Linked DNA regions of Gossypium hirsutum: region 2 is linked to region 1. Evidence: chromatin contacts called from public Hi-C data. All regions are on one chromosome and are shown on one strand. The core of a region is the stretch at or near the end of the contact, and the rest is flanking DNA. Distances in the headings are between cores, read along the strand shown.

Region 1 (3,564 bases), core at 425-2,924:
CATCAAAGAATTTTTGTTAATGCAGATTATGTAACATTTTTTTGGGTACATGAATAAGGATAAAATCATATCTAGACTAAACGAGGCTAAATCATTCCAAAATAATTACCATGTAATTATTAAAAAATTTCATCTAGGGATTGCATATAGCTATACCTACCTAAAGGCCTTGAAAATACCATTACTATCATTCCATCGATAACTTTATTGCCTTCGAATACATGTAACATTTTTAAAATAAAAGAAATGTGCTCACATGACCAGCATTACATGTGCTCAAGACCAAATAAGCCAAAAAAAAGAAAAAAGAAAAAAAAGAGAAGAAAATGTTGAATATGGGGTTGTAGGATTTTCAATTATGAATCTATGAATGTTGTAAGGTTTTTATATAATGTTTTATAAAAGTAAAATAAAACTCCATAATTTTTTTTCTCATATGAATTTTATGTAATTTTAAATTGATTATGTGAGCAATTTTTTATTTTAAAATTGTTATATGCCTTAGTGTTTTTTAGAAGTAATTTTGACATGGAAAACATTTTTGAAGCAAAAGAATGCTAAATAAGTAAATTTTGATGGAAATTTTTAGTTTTTCAAAAGCATTTTTCCAAATGAAGAAGTTTAAATTTTTAGCTTTTTCTCTCTCCAAAATATTTTTGGCAGCTTAGTTACGTTTTCATCCGTCCAACACATGATACTTTCTCTTCTCTAACTAATTGCTTAAAAAATAATTAAAATTTATTTTTCATATATTAAAATATTAACAAAAAATTATAATAAATTATTTTTTATATTCTTATTAAAATATCATGATATTAATTAATTTAAATATTATTTAAATGCTTATTTTTTTATTTTTTTAACACCATGTCTTAAATGGACATTTTATTTCTCAAAAGTAATTTTTGAAAGTAATACTAAACACTTAAATCTTAAACCAAACTTTTCAAAAATACTTCTCAAAATCACTTTTCCAAAACACTCTTTAAAAACACTTCTCAACAGCAATATTAAACTAGCCGTTTAGAATTACTTTTTAAAAGTGCTTTTGGGCCAAAAAGTAATTTTGAGCAAAAATTAAAATTATCTGCTTCTACTTTTGACTAAAAAAATACTTTTGTAAAGAATTTTTGTTTGAAAAACACATTTGAAAAGCTCAAAAGTATATTGTTTAACAATATTTTTATCTCAAAAGTGTTTCTTAGAAGCAATGCTAAACTAACACTAATTTAAGGTCAGTTAGCATTGTTCCTAATAAGCACTTTTGGGACAAAAAATATTTTTGAGATAAAAAAATTACTAAATAAGTTACTTTTTGAGCTTTTTAAAAGTGCTCTTAAGACAAAAAAAAAACTTTGCGAAAGTGATTTTTCGCCTAAAACTAGAAGCAAAAAATTTTAATTTTTATTCAAAAATATTTTTTGAACTAAAGCTACTTTTGAGAAGCAATATTAAGCTAAGCCTAATGAAAGTGTTTTGATGGTGTTATCAATTGGAGTAAAATTATCAAATAAAAAAATAAAATAAAGAGGCTAAAATTTTTAAATTAAAACTATAAAGGCTAAAAAGTTCACACATGCGTAGAGTACAGGGACTTAGAGCAGAATTAAACCATTTGTTTTTGCTCATTCATTAGGTTTAGTATTTAAAATTGCCACCGATTAACAGAGAGGCACCAGCTCTTTATTCCTTATAATTTTATTTTTAAGATTCAATTTATTTTCTCCTTCTACCTTATTTTTCCATCAGTTTCTTTTTAATGTTTTGCATTAATCGATTTTCATTAGTTGATAAGAGGAGTCTCTCACTGTCTAAATTTCGGGGCTTTTTGTGTTTTTTTTCCTTGTGAAAAGGGATATTATAGTTAATAGGTAACCGTTGTAAGTGGAACAAGGTTGCTGAAGATCGAGCGAGATTTTCTGGAAGTTGAGCTTTCTGGGTTCTTCAGCACTGAATTACAATCATATTTTTTTTAATTTTTTTTATTACTAAAAGGAGTTATAAATTTCTAGAAAAAATGTGGTGGATGATGAATGAAGGAGGAGGGCATTGTCCTAAAAAATCTGATGATATCTATGGAGATGTTTGTGGTCAGGTACTTCAATATTTTGATCTCTTTTCCTTTACCTTTTGATGTTTCTGTTAATCTTTTCGTAGGAATTTGAGGGAAATTGATGCGTTTGAGATTATTATTATTAATAATCAATTTAGCTGCTAATTGTTGGCTGTTAATTTCAACGTTTTTTGGGGGTTCGGATTATGTTTTTTGAATCTTTCCTTTTAATTTAGGGTTTGAGAGTTTGATGGTTGATTTATCGTCGATCTGAAATTGTGTTTAAGTAACCAAAAGTCTTTAAAAAGCTAAAGAATAAGTAATTTGTGAACCTAATTTACATAAAAATATTGGTTTGCTTTTAACCTATTTTATTCGGATTCGAGATGAGTGCCGTCAATATCTGTATATGTATTCGGCATGAATGTCAATACGAGTATTTTAGAAAAGATGAAGAATCTAGGTTCGTAACTTTTAATCATGGAGGAACGTCTGGAAAGCTATTACTTTTCATAGAATCTTATTGGGCATTACACTTCGAATATGAGTTGCATGTATTCCATTGCTTTTCTGAACTTCCCCTTACAAATCATGATGTTAATCGGCAGGGGCGAAGTCAGGAATTTTATGTTGGGGATCGGGATAATAGAGAATCAAATTATAAAACGTATCCCCCTTTGCTTTTTATACTCAAATAAATTTGATTAGTGGTAATATCATATCTTCTCGATGTTATAGGGTTTGAGCCGGTTGAGCATGTCGAGAATCCGCTGCATACTGCGTGGCATTGATTTGAGAACTTGTATTTTGCTGTTTGTGCTGGTTCCGACGTGCATATTTGGTATATATATTCATGGACAGAAGATTTCATACTTCCTTCGACCACTCTGGGAATCGCCACCGAAACCTTTCCATGATATCCCACATTATTATCATGAGAATGTATCGATGGAAAAGCTCTGCAAACTTCATGGTTGGGGAATTCGTGAATTTCCAAGACGGGTTTATGATGCAGTTTTGTTTAGCAACGAGGTGGATATGCTAACAATACGGTGGCAAGAGTTGTACCCTTACATTACACAGTTTGTTCTTCTTGAGTCTAATTCAACATTTTCGGGAATTCCAAAGCCTATGGTTTTTGCTAGCCATCGAGATCAATTCAAATTTGTTGAGCCCCGGTTAACTTATGGCACAATCGGAGGAAGGTTTAAGAAAGGAGAAAACCCTTTTATTGAGGAGGCTATGCAACGAGTAGCATTAGACCAGCTTCTCAAAATAGCTGGAATTACTGATGATGACTTATTGATAATGTCAGATGTTGACGAAATACCGAGCGCACATACTATCAACCTCTTGAGATGGTGTGATGACATACCTCTAGTTCTTCATCTTCGGCTGAAGAATTATCTTTACTCGTTCGAGTTTCTCGTGGATAATAAAAGTTGGAGGGCATCAATCCATAGGTATCAGACAGGTAAAACAAGGTATGCGCATTATCGGCAGGCGGATGA
Region 2 (3,564 bases), core at 273-2,772, 71 kb before region 1:
CGATGCTCCAACTCTACGCCATTGCCTTTCTCCTCACTTGCAAAACCAATACGCATAGCTCTCGTGGCGGTCTTGGACTTCTTACGTGCCCTATTGACCAATAAATCAATATCTATAACCTTGATGAGCTTGTGAGATATGCTATCAATCCCACTTGAAGTGTCCTTGAAGCCCTTATCGATTCCTGCACCAGTCTTATCGATTCCTGCACCAGTAATAATCGTGTGATCAGTGAGGGCAGTTAACAAATTAATATCTGACTCAACAACCCCCATTGTGCAAAATCAACAATAGCAAATGAAAAAAGCTTCATCCAGAAAAAGTGATGGAAGAATTTAAAGGGATTTACCATATAACCCAACAATATCTGACCCAACTGATTGAAGGAGTCATGAGGCCAAGTAGCACCCTCAGGCAATGCATCGACTGGCTGAGCGACCTCTTGGTTGTCACCAGGCCTCCATCCATTAGGGCTAAAACCCTCCAAACAATTTTTACAGACATTCATCATTGTGATGAGAGTCTCCAGAATCAGCAGACGACCAACGTGAAGCCTTCAAAACTGGGCAACAACTTCATCTGTAGTAAGGCTTCATTGAAACGCACACATGTCCTTACTAGGCGATGACTATTTTATAGGGAACTTGAAGTCTTCGCCAAGTAAATTGCGAACTCAGACGTACTTTCTCTCAATCAGGCAAAGGTTGGAATAATGGTTTATAATGATTGTTTGAACCTTCTTGCGAAGGGAGAAATAGTAGAACCTCGAAGAATTCTCCAAATTAGGGCCCTTCAACTGGTAAAAATGCTAGAAAATAGCGAATATAGTTACCTCGCCGTATTGACTGTAGTCAAGAAAGTACGCAATAGTGAGCCACTAGAAAAATCTCGAGAGTTGGCTAGAAGCAATGTTGTAGCCATCTAAAAGGCTGCAGAAAAAAGGGTGCAGTGGTAAATGAAACCAACCTCAAGCACATGCATTGAAAGCAGGAAGGTATCTTTGGTGGTCTCACACAGCCGATGTGACCCCTCTGGAAGGGAGAACTCATACACAAAGTGAGGGAGTTTTATTCCCCACACCGCTAGGACTCGTTCCTACTCCTCCCGTTTAGTGGTGCAAACATAGGATTTCTTCGTGACTAGGATCAGAGATGGTCATTCCCACGGCGGACGAACTAGGATGATGTGATTATCAGTTTCTCTCATCTCACCATACTATCGATAAAAGAAAACAAAAACAGAAACCAGAAAGCAAGTGTTTTTGGGAATTACCTTTTTCTCATATTCTTGAAAATGCTAAGTGTGAAAATTTAGGGCACTGAAAGTCCTTTTAAAAAAGGATTTCCTTTCCCGCTTCTTGATGGTTCACATGACCAAGGAAGATCGACGACCCAGAGGCAAACAAATAGAAATGCGTCAACTCTTAACAGTCAAATACGCACACTCGATACCTACATGTGCACGTGGCAAAACAACCATTGTGTATCAGAGTTCGCAGTGTGCCCAAAGGGCTATATTTAAGTTGAACACTATGAACCTAAGGAGCACCACTTTATAACACCCCTTAGGCCCACTAGGGGACTAGATTGTTGTACATTAGTAGCCACCGACCTGAGCCCTAGAAAGGATCCGGGTTTTCAACCCACGACCCGAATAGATCACACTCGAAAACTAAGTGTAAGGCGAATCACGAGAGGACAACGAGGTGGATTCGCAAATATAGCTCATAAGGAGAGCTTGCAGACTCGGCTCACAAAAAGGGGTCCGTGAGCACTGGTTGCGAATTGAGCTCACAGGAATCCAGGGAAGGCCGCGGTCTCATTTCGCACGCACCCAAGTAGTGCGCAGAAAGGACCGCATACCCCACAAGCACTCAGACATGTGTCCAACAGATATGGAGCCCGCTCAGGATATCAGTCTGAGGAACAGAAAAGACCGCATGGTCCGTAGACACGTGTCTAGTAGGCTTGGAGTTCGCAGAAAATGTCAGTACAGGAGGCAATAGAATCAAGATAAAGTAGTGGGGCCCTATTATGAGTTATAATAGTATCTGGAACCACATATATAAATACCCCAATATTACTCAGCAATATTTAAAATAGTTTATAATAATTTAAAACTTGCACTAATTATATCGGTATAAATATTATTATAATTTTAAAAATTAAATAAATAATTATTCTATTAAAATATTTTATACCCAAAAGGATGTGGTAAAATTTAGGGTGATTTGGGGCTAAGAAAGGTGTTTCTGATGCTACTTACGTGTGGCATACTCTCTCAATCACATAACACTTCAATTAAAGAAACTAAACACATAGCATCACCAACCACCACCTCACATTGAGTAACCGGAAATTAATATTCCTTTGTTGAAACACGGAAAAGAGCATCACCAACCGCAACTTAAAGCCAAAATAAAAAAAATGCCCCCATAATTATAAGCTTGAAAAGGAGGTATAATAAGCTCAAATAAAAAAAAAAAAGAAAAGGCGGTGTAATAGAATTCATGGAAAAGCTTGATAGCCCATATTTACTAAATTGAAGGTGAGTAATTATAGTAGTGAATGAAATTTCTTTCTTTTTGTTTTCATTTTAAGTAATAATATGTTAATTTTAAACTTTAATCAAAAGATGGATAAAAAGAAAACAGTACCATGAAAAACCCCGAGAAGAATTTTCCTTTGATTCTCACCATTATTCACATGTACATAATTTGTAAAAGTATGTTTGATAAAAGTAAAAAAAATTATGTATAAATGAATTTTATTGAATTATTTAAAACAAAAATAGTTTATTAGTGGACATAAAATTATATTGTCTTAAAAAATTCAAACTTTTAGAATACATATTTTAATTTTGTTATCAAAATGTATCATTTTCTGTTATTATTGTCATCTATAATACATTTTTAAAAATATAAAAAAATTTGTTGTGACAAAGCCAATTGTCAACATGTCATAATGTTTTATTGATGTTGAGGCTAAAGTTTTTGTTGTGTTGATGGTTTCATTCATTAATTGTATGGTTACATTCATTGAATGAATTAATAAATTTGCCTTTAAAAATATATATAAAAAATTCTCACATAACAAGTGTTTTTTTCAAATCTGATGAAAATTATTAGGATCAACAATTAATTATGGCTTTTTTATTGTGAAAAAAAATAATTATCAAAAGAAGCATACTACAATTTTTTTTACGAAAGTAGGAAAATTTGAACAGTGCACATTCGGCGCCACCGACGTGTCAGGCAGCACTTCCGAATTTCCCCTAATCATTCAATCATCATTACAAGTTATATAAAATAATGATTTTTTTTGGTGTCGTCACTGTGTCAGGCGGCACTAGTATGTATTTTTTAAAAGTACTTGTAAGAAATACGAGTATTCCAGGTTTAAAAAATATTTTTTAATGCTATCGCCGACATGCCAAGTGGCACTAGAAGTGAAATTTTTTTGTTTGTTTTTGTAAAAAATATATGAAAAGGAAAAAAAATGAGTCTACTAAATCTTTGCATGGTGTCGCCACTAACGGAAATAGTGGATTTATCAATGATTTTCA

What was found. Hi-C and Micro-C count contacts between places; a contact is called where the count stands out from the background.
Region 2: a Hi-C map of leaf shows a contact between it and region 1, with 1.8 times the contacts expected there. The contact joins the enhancer-like site here to the promoter of LOC107903735 in region 1. A contact is called at or near these places in 2 of 34 Hi-C or Micro-C datasets (both in leaf).

The regions. Positions count from the first base shown.
Region 1 is chrD05:39,537,116-39,540,679 of Gossypium_hirsutum_v2.1, reverse strand. It overlaps LOC107903735, which reads left to right and starts at 1,674. Exons shown (of 2, transcript XM_016829888.1): 1 at 1,674-2,095; 2 at 2,792-3,564. The coding sequence starts at 2,018.
Region 2 is chrD05:39,607,614-39,611,177 of Gossypium_hirsutum_v2.1, reverse strand. No RefSeq gene overlaps it. Among protein-coding and RNA genes, the nearest start is that of LOC107903737, 9.6 kb to the right of the region's middle. Within about 2 kb of position 1,522, at least 2 of the 9 cell types and tissues checked have an H3K27ac peak or open chromatin away from gene starts, as enhancers often do. A contact at or near this core is called in leaf, where this site is marked.